Linked DNA regions of Danio rerio: region 2 is linked to region 1. Evidence: chromatin contacts called from public Hi-C data. All regions are on one chromosome and are shown on one strand. Each heading gives the region's core, a stretch centred on a gene start, on an enhancer-like site or on the middle of the called end of the contact. The rest is flanking DNA. Distances are from core to core; before and after follow the strand shown. Region 1 holds the start of usp1 (ubiquitin specific peptidase 1). Region 2 holds the start of zc3h3 (zinc finger CCCH-type containing 3).

The links. Hi-C and Micro-C count contacts between places; a contact is called where the count stands out from the background.
Region 2: a Hi-C map of hematopoietic stem cells shows a contact between it and region 1, with 3 times the contacts expected there. The contact joins the promoter of zc3h3 here to the promoter of usp1 in region 1. A contact is called at or near these places in 1 of 18 Hi-C or Micro-C datasets (hematopoietic stem cells) and 1 of 4 datasets of contacts at active chromatin or transcription factors (embryo).

What each region holds. Positions count from the first base shown.
Region 1 is chr6:34,925,105-34,931,212 of GRCz12tu, forward strand. usp1 (ubiquitin specific peptidase 1) reads right to left here and starts at 4,093. Exons shown (of 9, transcript NM_199579.1): 1 at 4,001-4,093; 2 at 3,439-3,626; 3 at 3,226-3,352; 4 at 2,258-2,356; 5 at 1,889-2,055; 6 at 1,148-1,791; 7 at 829-993; 8 at 539-740. The coding sequence starts at 3,614.
Region 2 is chr6:35,353,427-35,359,428 of GRCz12tu, forward strand. zc3h3 (zinc finger CCCH-type containing 3) reads right to left here and starts at 2,087. Exons shown (of 12, transcript XM_684588.6): 1 at 2,017-2,087; 2 at 1-891. The coding sequence starts at 2,062. It overlaps cyldl (cylindromatosis (turban tumor syndrome), like), which reads left to right and starts at 2,185. Exons shown (of 15, transcript XM_003198803.5): 1 at 2,185-2,388; 2 at 2,563-3,198; 3 at 3,323-3,607; 4 at 4,360-4,441; 5 at 4,541-4,704; 6 at 4,824-4,974; 7 at 5,107-5,242. The coding sequence starts at 2,764.

The sequences.
Region 1 (6,108 bases), core at 2,843-5,342:
TTAATTATGTTCAGTAAGATGTACTTGTCTTTACTAACTGTTTATTCAATTAAACATAAATTTTGAACTGTAGGCCTACATAAGCTCCAAACAGCGAATAATAATAATAACTTTTTTGATTACCTTAACTGAAGTAAATAGAAATGGAATGAAGACGTGGAGTATGCAGATATTAGTGGCATTATTGAAGTAAACACAGCAGTCAAACTATTACCATCATGTAGGACTTTTCGCCATATTTTCCGACAATATCCACACACTTCAGTACAGTAAAGGACCATGCACACACACACAGATTGAAAGATGCAGAAGTTTTTTTTTTTTCATTTAGTGTGCATTAATAAACTCCTTAACACTCTCACCAGTCCTTACTCCTTATTTGCGTCTAATACCCCAGTTTGTCATGGGGGCATGAATGAAATGTTCATGAGTGAAATATCCAGAAGGGCAACCCGCTGATTTGATTATATATATATATATATAAGCTTTATTGTGGAAAGCTAGTAAACAAGCACTAAAATCAATATAGGATACATACTCTGAGCCATTGGCAGCAAAGCACTTCAGATGGATTGTGATGACTTCTGGCGTTTTGTCAAACAGAAGACTTCTCTCAGCTTCTGTGTAGTGATGACAGGTCTCACAGAAATATTTATCTTGGCCCACAATACGCTCAACAGATGCAAACTGAGATATGGCCCACTTTAGAGTTTTCAGCTCGGTCTTGGGATCTGGAGAAACTGTAGAAGGAAATGTAGTCATGATGAGCATCTGAAATGTTCTAACTAGCATAAAAAAGCAAACACAAAGAGATTTAAATGTACTCACTCTCAGAACTAGAGTCAGAAGAGAGGGTTTCGTCTTCTTGCACAGGCACACTGATGTCTTGAAAATCCTCTCTTCTCTCTGTGAAACACTCACATTCCAGACAACGTGTCCGCAACACCAGCTGACCCTGAAACATCCACTTCAGCACATCCAGGCCTGATTGCTCTAATTACACAAGAAACAAAATGTTAATGTTTTTGTTTTCAGATAATATGCTAATTAAAATTCATTTAAATAAACCAATTAAAAATTACTCCTCTATTAATTGTAGGATCTGATTAGGACATGGGATTTAATCAGAAAATGCTACAACATTTACCTTCATTCTTTCCCAGATCCTGTTTAACTTCATGAGTTTTGTTTTCATTCTCAGAGTTGTCCTTGTCCTGTTTCTCCTGAGAACTACAATCTGACTTCTCCTTGGTCTCTCCTTTTGCTCCTACATGTGAAGTAATTCGTCCCATGCTGCGAAACTTGGAGAAGATGCTAGGCTGCTTCCCTGATGGCCTCAACCAGCCCAGCTTCCCTCTCCTAGTCCTCTTGCCTGTATCTTTAGGTGGACTGTCATTCTTCTCTTCTTCTGTGGTGCTATCCTTCTCTTGCTCTTCTGTGCCATTCCTCTGCTCAGTAGCTGAATTCTCTGTGCTTATTTCACTGGAGGACTTGCGTTTCGAGCGGGTCATAGGCACGTTTTCTTCATTTTTCTTAGACTTGCTTTGAGATTTTGGCTTCTTCTTAGCATTGCCTGCTTCTGTGTCACTCTTTCTCTTTCCACTCAGCTGGCTGTCAGAGCTCCCGTCACCATCCTGGACAGACTCGGTTCCATTGATCATTGTGGTGTCCTGGTTGTCTGTTTGCTCTTTTTTGATAGTGTCACAGGCCTCCTGAATGTTCGCAAGAATGCACTGCAGGACCTCCTGTGCGTCATGCTGCAAGTAACCCTCATACATTGGGTTGAGCTGCCTGCAGAGGAAAAATCAAATCGAAAGTTAGTTCAATAGCATATATATATATCCAAAGTTTTTTTGCCGATGACTGATATTTTGGCCCACATCAGTACCTGAGCGCATTAAGCAGTTTACGTGGTGGTGTGGCTAGCTCTCCATCATTGTATTTTTCTGGGTTAAGCAGGAAGCTGGACTGCAGCTGCTCCACAGAGGAAATGAGGCTGTGGAAACTGCCCAACAGCTCCATGGGAACAGGTAGGGTGTTCTCACCAGAGTCCCCCTGATAACAAAATATCATTCAGTGTTTAACGCAATTATTAGCTGTTCTGCATATTTTGTGACATAATTAGCAGCCGCTTTTAATGGAACATATTTTAAATTTCTGTATTTACTTTTTTTAAGACTACTGATACTAATATTCTTTTATTTTATACACACGTAATGCAAATGTCTCAGGAGATTTTATGAAACTAAAGACCAACCTCATTGTTGGCACCCTCTTCTTGCGGTTTGTCTTTCAGTTTAGCCACATGACACAAGGACTTGATGGCTTCTTTAAAACCAGGACAGTAATATAAAACCTGCAATTAGAAAAGGTCATTAATTAATTAGATCCAAACAACTAACAAAATGCAGATATTACAGCAAGACACAACAATCTACATCTTTTTTTTACCCCACAGATGTCACTTTTTTTAATATCTGTATTTTGCAGCAGCTTTCAGTGAAAAAAAACCAACCAAAATTAATTTTATTTTATTACACTTTATTTACACTATTTTCAGATATCAATACATATCTTAAAAAGCTTTAAAGTTTATTTTTTCACAATTTCATTAAATTACATTCATTTTAATGGGATTAAAAATGGTAATTTCCTGAATATGTGTATACACACACACACAACCGGTCAAAAGTTTGAGGTCAGTACGATTTTAAAATGTTTTTAAATAAGCTTGTCCTGCTTACCAAGGCTGCATTTATTTAATAAAAAAACAGTACAAATAGTAAAATGTTATTGCAATATAAAATAACTGTTCAAAAAGTTTATCATTTAATTTAATCATTTATAATCACTCAATAAAATTTAATAGTTGAGATACATCTATTTGGTTAAAGTTATGATCTTAGATAAGACCTTAAAACAAGTTTCAAACAGAACCAAAATTATAGTGAATTTTTTTATCCTCAATCTGTTAAAAATGTTTTTTTTTAATATTCATAAATTATACCATGTTTAAATTATATATTACATAATTTGTATATTAAAAAAATTATGTAATAAAAATAGCTCTCTTAGTGTATTGCAACTCATCAACAGTGGGAATTACGTTTAGAGTTAGATTTTTTTTTAATAACGATAATACTTTATTCAATTCACCTGTGTTGTCCTGGCTAAGAAATTGTGACAATTAATAATTGAAGTGAAGATACGATGAACAGCGCATACCTGAAGGATGCTATTCAAGTAGCAGGTGTTCCCCAAATTATTAAACCCAACGAAGGGGACCAGGCTCTCGCGCTTCTCGCAGGTAAGAGGAGACGAAGGGCAGGGCAATGGCACAACCTGGTCATGACTTATAGGGGGAAATAATGAAGCATAAGTTTAGGAAAAATTTAATTTCATCAACGTAACTGATTGCTCCATGAAAACATGCCATACCAAATAGTCTCTTGCGGCTCAGCGGTAACGTTACTGTTGTCTTCTGGCGGGGCCTCTGAGAAGTCCAGAGCGCGTTTGGTTTCCTTCTTCTGAAAGAACTTCAATGAGAGTTTGCTTTTCTTCACAGGACTGCCAGCTGCAGTCACAACTCCACTATCACTGTGCAGCCCGGGCATTTTAACCTTTTACTGATCAAAATGTAAAAGAAACAAGTAACGTTAAACGTCAAAACGGAACAAGTTCAGCCAGAGTCTTCAACATCAGCCACAAACCGCGTGAAAGCCTTGAAGTCGGATGTGCTCTCGAAAACAAAACAAGCACTTTCTACAAGTAACATGACTTTCACATTCAATGTTTCACACATATGATTGATTATAGGTTAATATTCACGGGGTCGCGTTTCGTTTTATCATTATTAATTCATTAGAGTGAACACACGTATAGCAGTGTTGCTAACCGAGTAACGTTAGCCGCCCAGCCCACACAACATGCAGGTTCATTTCTGCAGGAGTACTTCAGAGTTACGTAATACGAAACAAAACTACGTTTAAAATGATATTACCTTATAAGACTTCTTATGCAAGGGTTACATTTTTGCGGAGTACACTCTAAAAGTACGCGGTTTCGCGTTAAATATAAACAACTTGACAAGCGCGTTTGCTGTAGAACTTGGCGCTTTTTCCACGACAAGGAGTTGCGTCTAGTGCCTGAACAAAAAGAGACGGTCGCTTAAATATTCCGACATTAAAGAAGGTGAGACGCGCAATTTGTTACTAAATTAGTATTCTGAATAAAATATATATCATTAGTTTTTCGAAACCATTATTAAACATCTAAATACTTTTCCTGGCAAAATGTTGGGCTACCTATCGTCTTGTGTGCCGTTTTTAACCGATCTGAGATCAGCATTGTGGGTTATTCTGACTGGGGTTTGTGAACATGTGGCTGAATTTGGATCAGCGTAAATAGGGTCCATCGCAGGAAGCCGCACCGATTGTACAATTTTCGGTAGAAACGTCTTTATCAATGTGTTATTTTGATCAAATATTGATATTTTAAATCGCATTTTTGGAAAACATTTACTCCGTGTCATAAAATATCTCTTGAAATTTCTCTTGAAAACAAGAGTAATGGTATTAACGCTTTGACTGACTGCTCTACCAAATGGTTGACCGTTTTTAATAATGACTGTTGTTAAAGTAATTGAATGAATGACTGTTTTAAATAATGTTTACACACAGCATTGTTGGTTCACAAAAAACAAGCAAACATAATCCTGTTGCATTACTACACTTGATTTTGGTTTTATTGTAAAAACAAAACGTGTAAAATAAGAATGTAAAATATTTTACAGCATACTTAAAAAGTAAACATGATTTAGTATTCAAAAATGTGTTTTTTTGTTGTTGTTTTTTTAAGGTTTTTTTAACATGACAAATTTGAAAAAAAAAAATTTATTGTATAAGATATGTATTCATTCCGGTACTTTTACCATAAACCGACACATCTACCATTTGGTAGACGTTGATATTTTAGAAATTATGGGATGTGCTGAAAAAATGCATCGAGTGACTAGTGGCATTAGGAGTTAAGAAATCAATCCAAACATTTATTTTCTTGGTGGGGAAGTAAAGGGTTTAGAAGAATGCATTAGTGAATTATTAGTGTTGTTATTAGGGAATAGTTTGGGAAATTTAAACACGAGTAAAACGGAATGCATGCTTTTACAGTCTAAGATGCAAAAAGCATTTCCTACCTTTTACCAGCAGATGGACATCTAGAGCAATACTGAACCAGCAATGCTAACCAGGACTTGCGATTAACATTTCACAATTATATTTTCTTTTTTTTTCTGTACTAACACTCACATATTTTTTTCATTAATTACCATTAACTAATTACCATTAATTCCATGGAAAGGTAGGTATATTTATAGATGCTTTAATTTTTGACTTATTTAGGCTGACTAAAAGAAATGCTATGTGCAATAGCGTTTTATGGAGAATAGCATTGCACAGAAAAACACAGCTGTCAGTTCACCTACCCACGTACTGTATATTACTCAAGAGACAACTAATCTGCAGATGTGCTTGAAGAGGCTGATCTCAAACCCTTTGAAATCACATTTTAGCATCTGCTGATGGGTTGCATCTCTAGAACTCCCTTGTCAGAAAAATGTGAGGAAGACAAAAAAATGTAACTTTTTGTATGGAAGACTGAGGCTACGGTTTTCAAAACAGCTATAAATCAGTAAATACACTGGCATGCATTCAGGCAAATGTTAATCATGCTTTTAATGTTTATATGAAAATATTTTAGGCTGAAGAGAGTTGGCCCTTGTTTTGCCCTTGTTTTTGCAATTTTGTGCCTTTTCTTGCTATATTTTTTATCATTATGATTTGAATATTTTATCATAATGCTATATAATGCACAAATACTAAATTAGTGGATTCTGATGATTCTCTTAGAAAAAAATATAAATCTCCATTTCAGCACAACTGTTACAAAGTAACAGTTCAGAAAACGTTTGACTGAGATGAATGTTCTTTATTCATTAACTAGAATAGAATAGAATGCCTTTTATTGTCACTGTACTCTGTATACAATGTACATTATATACATGTGTGATGAGATTAAGTGCATCTCACTTGTGCAAACATGTAAATATAT
Region 2 (6,002 bases), core at 837-3,336, 430 kb after region 1:
TGGTGAAAATCATCCCAGGAGAAGATCCTGAGGTTAGTGGCTTAGGTGTGCTGTTTATGTTTACCGTTTCTTGGCTTTTTACCCAAGTAAACTGAGATCTCTTATGGCATGGTGAGGCTGCATGTGTCTGAGTTGAGTCTAGCTTTACCTGGGGCTTTGCTGGACTCACTGTAGCCTGAGACTGAAGGTTAGAGGCAGAAGAAGCCGTAGTAGAATCTTTTTTGGCAGATGGGATTACAACAGTCCTATTGGATGAGGATGAAGGGGGGAGGTGTGGTTTGACTTGAAGCTGAGCTGCAGCTTTGACAGTTGAAGGAATAGAGGGATTGTTCACTGCTGATGATTTTAAAGTGGGTTTTATCTTTCTTTCAGACCCCGATGATGAAGTCGAGTCAGTTGTTTCATTGGTAGAGGAACAGCCATGATGAACTTTTTCTGTTGCAGACAAAAGCATTGTCGTTTTTGTGCTCTCTTCACTTTTCTTCTCTTTTGAAGTGTCACACTGAACACCGTGTGAAGATGGTACAGGTTTTTCCTTGGTTTGTTTAGGTTGCTGCTTTTTAAATGAAACACTGTTGCTCCCAATAAGTCCATCATTACTCCCAGTGGCAGTTGCTCCAGATGTGCTAATGTGGAGAGAAGGATGGCTTACAGCTGAATGGAATACATGACTCCCAGATGCCCTGTTGGTCTTGTTGTTAAGCGAGTATGTTTTCCTCCAGCTGCCAGAAGAATGAGCCATATGTGGCAATGATGAATATGATTGTGTGTAGTGTGCGGCATGACCTCGACCTTGGCCCTGGCCACTCCTTAAACCACGTCTGGGATGACCCCATTGGCCAGCGCTTGATGGAACGTCACCATGGGTACTTTTATAGTCATTAATGAGGTCTGCAAAAGTCATGAGGAAGTGTGTGAAATTACAGCAGATTATGTAAAAAAGTTAATAAGATGGAATAATTCACATTAGATTTTTGATTTTCTGAGATTCTGTAATGTACAATATTTTCCTTAAATTGGATTTCTACAAAGAAACCTGTTAAAATCCTCTCTTGTGAGAACAATTTTTGGTAAATCATTACATAAATTTGTATTCGTTTAAATCTTCTAATCATTTTTGATAATCAACTTTTGATTATCATTTTGAACCAATCAACTGTATGCAATCATATTTTGTATTATTTTATATAATTATTGCATAATGGGTTTTTATTCCTATATTTATTTGTTATTATACCAATTTATTTATTGACCTAAATATAAATATATATTTTTCCATGGTGTTGTTTTATCATTTTAACTAATTACTCGCTATTTACCCTTTTGTATTTGTTTTATTTAAGTTTTACTTTATCCCCTAAAAATCCAGTGCGAAAATCTGAACTTAAATACATAATTGCTGGTCATTATGCCATTAAACATGTCTATCCGTCATAATGTCACAGACAATGTACACAATCATGGTTTAAAAGTTACACAATAGTCAAAATCACTTAATATGAGTTACACATTCATTAGCTTCCAAGAAAACACATGTGACAGCATGTCAGGAAAACAAACAACAGCATAATCTTAAACTAAGTTAATAAAAAATTATTAAGCAGAAACACCCATACAATTCTATCACTTTCATTGACATTCTAGCATAGGGTCTTGTTAATGTAACCTTTAAAAAAATATCTTGTTTATTAAAGTTCTAACTTAAGTGACCAAGTTTCTTGGTTTATTGACCTGATGACGTTATGTATAACAACAGTTTTACTAATAACGTAAATACATGATATTACATGTATTACAGAGACTACAAACACATAACCACATTGAAAGGTGTTACTGTGGGCAGTGTTATCTTAGCTTCAGGGAATAACCGTTAAGTCAGCCACGTTGTAACTGAACAGTTAATTCAAAAGGTAAGAGTAACGTTAACTAAAAACCAGCAGAGGGTTCGAAAAAGGCTAAAACAATTGTCGAATTACGATATAAATTCAACATATTAAATGACGAAATCACTCTTACTTTGCAGCTCCTCTATTTCTCTCTTAAGCGCTTCACGTTCAGCCATCTTCACACCAAAACACGACCGTCATAAAAACCGCGACGCCGGCTGTGATGACGTATACAACCAACATCCAATCACAACACGGCTCTCAACATGACTCTTTACTTTTGGTTTTGCTCAAAAACACTTCCCCTATCTTTACAAAACATCGACAGCACAGAATGTCAGGGGTAGTTTTATTTAGAACACCATTATATACTTCTGACAATCTCTTTAAATTCTAGTAAACGTTTAATCGTAGTACACAACGTATGTAGAGAAAGACGAATAGTTCTGCTAGAGTTCTGCTGAGTTTACTTTTTTAACAGAAATCGAAAGTATTGACATCGGTAAGTAATGAGCATAAACTCTTCAAATGTTTGTGAAGTTTAAATATAAAATTGAAATGTAATTTTAAAATTAAATTATTATTTTATATTGTCACTTTGAAGTGCTTATTTATTATTAAAAAGTTTTTTTGAAGTTTGTAGCAAACTAACGATTGACTGTTTCTATTTTTACAGGGTGTCTAGAAACTATCACCTACATCTAATAATGCAGTTGTATGAATCGCTTAGTTTTTTTGGAATTATTTGAATGACAAGAGTAACATGCATTGCTCAGAGGAAATGAGCAAATAAATGAACATTTTGCCCACGCTGGAAACACTGCTGTCAACCTGAAAGCTTGTTATACTTCAGTTTTCCAAGTGACACTTTTGAGAAATGGCCGCAGCCAACAAGAAGATATACTTCATTATCACTGCGAAGCCTCCTTCACCAAATAGCTTCATTGATGCTGGTGAAATATGCTACATAGATAAACAACAGTATGAGTCCAGGCTAAAAAGAAAGGCTACAGACACTTTACCTGTAGTTCGTATGGGTAGCTTACTTGAAACCGACCTTGATAAAGTTCTTCTGATGCCATTGAGCATCAGGGAAGCAGAATTACTGCTGGCTCTTGAACCTAATGAAGACCGACTTTTGGCACTGAAAGATAAAAAGGTTTTACAGGAGGCCTCAAATCTGACTACAGACGATCAGGTTTATGTGGAATACAATGGGAAACAACTCAAAGGTATAATTCGATACATTGGCAGTATTACGGATTACAGCATTAATCCTTTAGCAGGAACATTCTTTGGGGTGGAACTACAGGTGAGTTGTTCGTGTAAGAGAAAGTGTGTCTCTGTAATGTTGAATAGAGAACAATTCGTAGCAATGCAAAAAAAAAAAAAGTTTTTGTTTTAATGAAATGCTCTTTTCTCTTCTGTTTTTTTAGGGTGGCGACAAAGGAAAGGGGCAAAATGATGGCTCCTACTATGGCAAAACATACTTTAAATGTTCCAAAAACTCAGGAATATTTGCACCTTTTACAAGAATCACACCAATAGATCATAAGCCTTCAGCACCACCCCTATCAACTCCACCTCTCTTGTCCATGACATCAAGTGAGCCTCTTGATGTTGGAGACAGAGTAATCTATTTCTTTGACAATAATCCTCACCATGGCATGGTTATGGATATAAAGGACATGCAAGATGGTAAAATGGTTCTCATATCTACTGTGAGTATTGACTCTTTGTTAGAGTGACTCAAACTAATAATTAACCCCAAAATCAATTGTGGTTCTAAGACTGTTTGATTACTTTGTTAAGTAGATGAATGAATCAAATAGTGAGGTTAAGTTAATAATGACAGCATATTTTGAGGGGGTGAACTTTTTGTAATACTTTGCCTAGATGCTAAGACAAAACCAAAACTAGGCTGGTATGATCATACAAAGTCAAAAAATGAAAGATTTAATCTGAATGTTCTTATAAAGGTTAATCATAGAATAACTATTAATATTAATAGCTATATGTTAAATAATAAGTTAATGTTTAAGAATTGTTTTTATTCTAACAAGTTTAAGGAAAAATATCGTGCCTAATCACTTCTAGGCACATTTTTTGTCAGTTGCTGAACAGTAAAGCATTGACAGCCAATCAGCATTTATTTATTTTTATAGGGCATCAAACATATGAATTGACACACATAAGCAAAGTATTTGCTTATAATAAATTGAACAATACTGAGTGTTGGTGTGGAGGCTAACATAGTTATCAGAGTAGTGATAATAGTTGTTCTTGGTGTGGACAAGTTTTTAGATTTGGATATACACAGTACTTTATTAATCTTATTATGGAAATCTCACAGCACAATAAAATTGTTCTAATTTCTGGTCAGCTCTTGCTAAATTGATCATACTGTAAGATGAGCTTTTGTATAATGGTACAGAAAGCAAGAATGGTTTACTAAAAATGCTTCTTTTTTCAGGATAAAGATGAAGAGGGCAAACAAGGTGGAGAGATATTGGTCCCACTGGATTGCATAATGAAAGAGGAGTTGTTAAATACTGGTAATCCATATGTTGTGTAATTGCATTTTTTGTGTACATTAACAGTAAAGAATACTATACAACAATAATTGCTGTTTTTCTATATAAAAATATGACTAGATGAAAAAATGGACACTTCACAGAACCAAGAGATGGACAGCGCTTCTGATTCAGAAGGAATCTCGGTTGGCTCCCTAGTGCAGTATATGGGCAATAAACTTGGAATTGTCCGCTGGATTGGATATCTACCTGATTTTTCTGAGAAGAGTGCTGGGCTGGAAGTGGTAAATTCTCTATTCACTAATTCAACTGTTGTCATCTTTCCTAAAGAAATCTTAAAGTTTTTAAATAATCAAATAGTTAAATTCCTTTTAAAAAGTGAAATGTATGTATTTTGTATTAGGTGACAGGCAGTGGAGTGTGTGATGGAAAATATAAAGGAAAACAGTACTTTGACTGTGATCCTAAAAGTGGTTTATTTGTGAAACTGTCAGTTTGTCGGCCTGATGATTCTGTCTCTGGTGCAAATGAGAACAAATCTAATGGATACATTGGTAAGACATGTTTATGTAGTAAGCATTTATCTATGGAGACAATGTGTCAATGAGTAGTAGAAAGTGAAAGGCCAGTCATCCATTACATACTGCAATGGAACTTGTGTGTCTTTTTGTATTCTCTATTAACAGATCATGATGGGGTGTCTGTGGAAGTAGAAAATGTACCTCCTATTAGAACAGAAGATGTGTCACAGCGATTGATAGGCCAGAACAAGGGCATTCAGGGTCACTGCAACTCTTGTTATATGGACTCTGCCCTGTTCAGGTCAGAATTAATCATTGCAGCTGATATTAACATCTAATTTCATTGAACACAAGACACTTAGTTTTAAACACTATTTAAAGGGTTAGTTTACCCCAAAATAGAAATTCTGTCATAATTTACTCACCTTAATGTCTTTCCAAACACTCCAGACTTTTTTCGTCTTTGAAACACAAAGTCATGAACACACACCAAATTGGCGACCATAGAAAACATTATAACCTCTGTTGACATCATGAGTCATTCAAGAGTTAAAAAACTGTTGTTTATAATACTATAATTACAAACTTAAAAACCTTTTGAAAAATGGTATTATATCTAGCACGTTTTCAGTTGTGTGGCAAGCAAAACAAGTCATAATGTGCATTATTTCACGCTTGCAAGGATTTCCACAATGACAGTGTGCTTGTCTCTATGATGTCTATATGGAGACAAGCACTTTGTTCAACATAAGCCTAGTGGTTGATACAGAATGGCAGGGTACAGGAATTATACTAATTTTTGCCAGTTTCCCCATTGCTGTCTTGATGGAAGAGTGATATTTACTCGTTTATGTTTTGTTAAACAACTAACTCAATTTCAGAGCGCTGAAAAAAGAAAAATATCATCTTCCATGTCACTTTTTACATCACACATATATTACCAAGACCATTGGTTCCTGGCTCACAAAAGGGCCTCAGCAAGCTCTGTGGGAGGTCACGTCATGTTTAAAAAAAAAATTAGCAGTGGACAATAAGAAAAACAATCATGTTGTCTTAGTTCA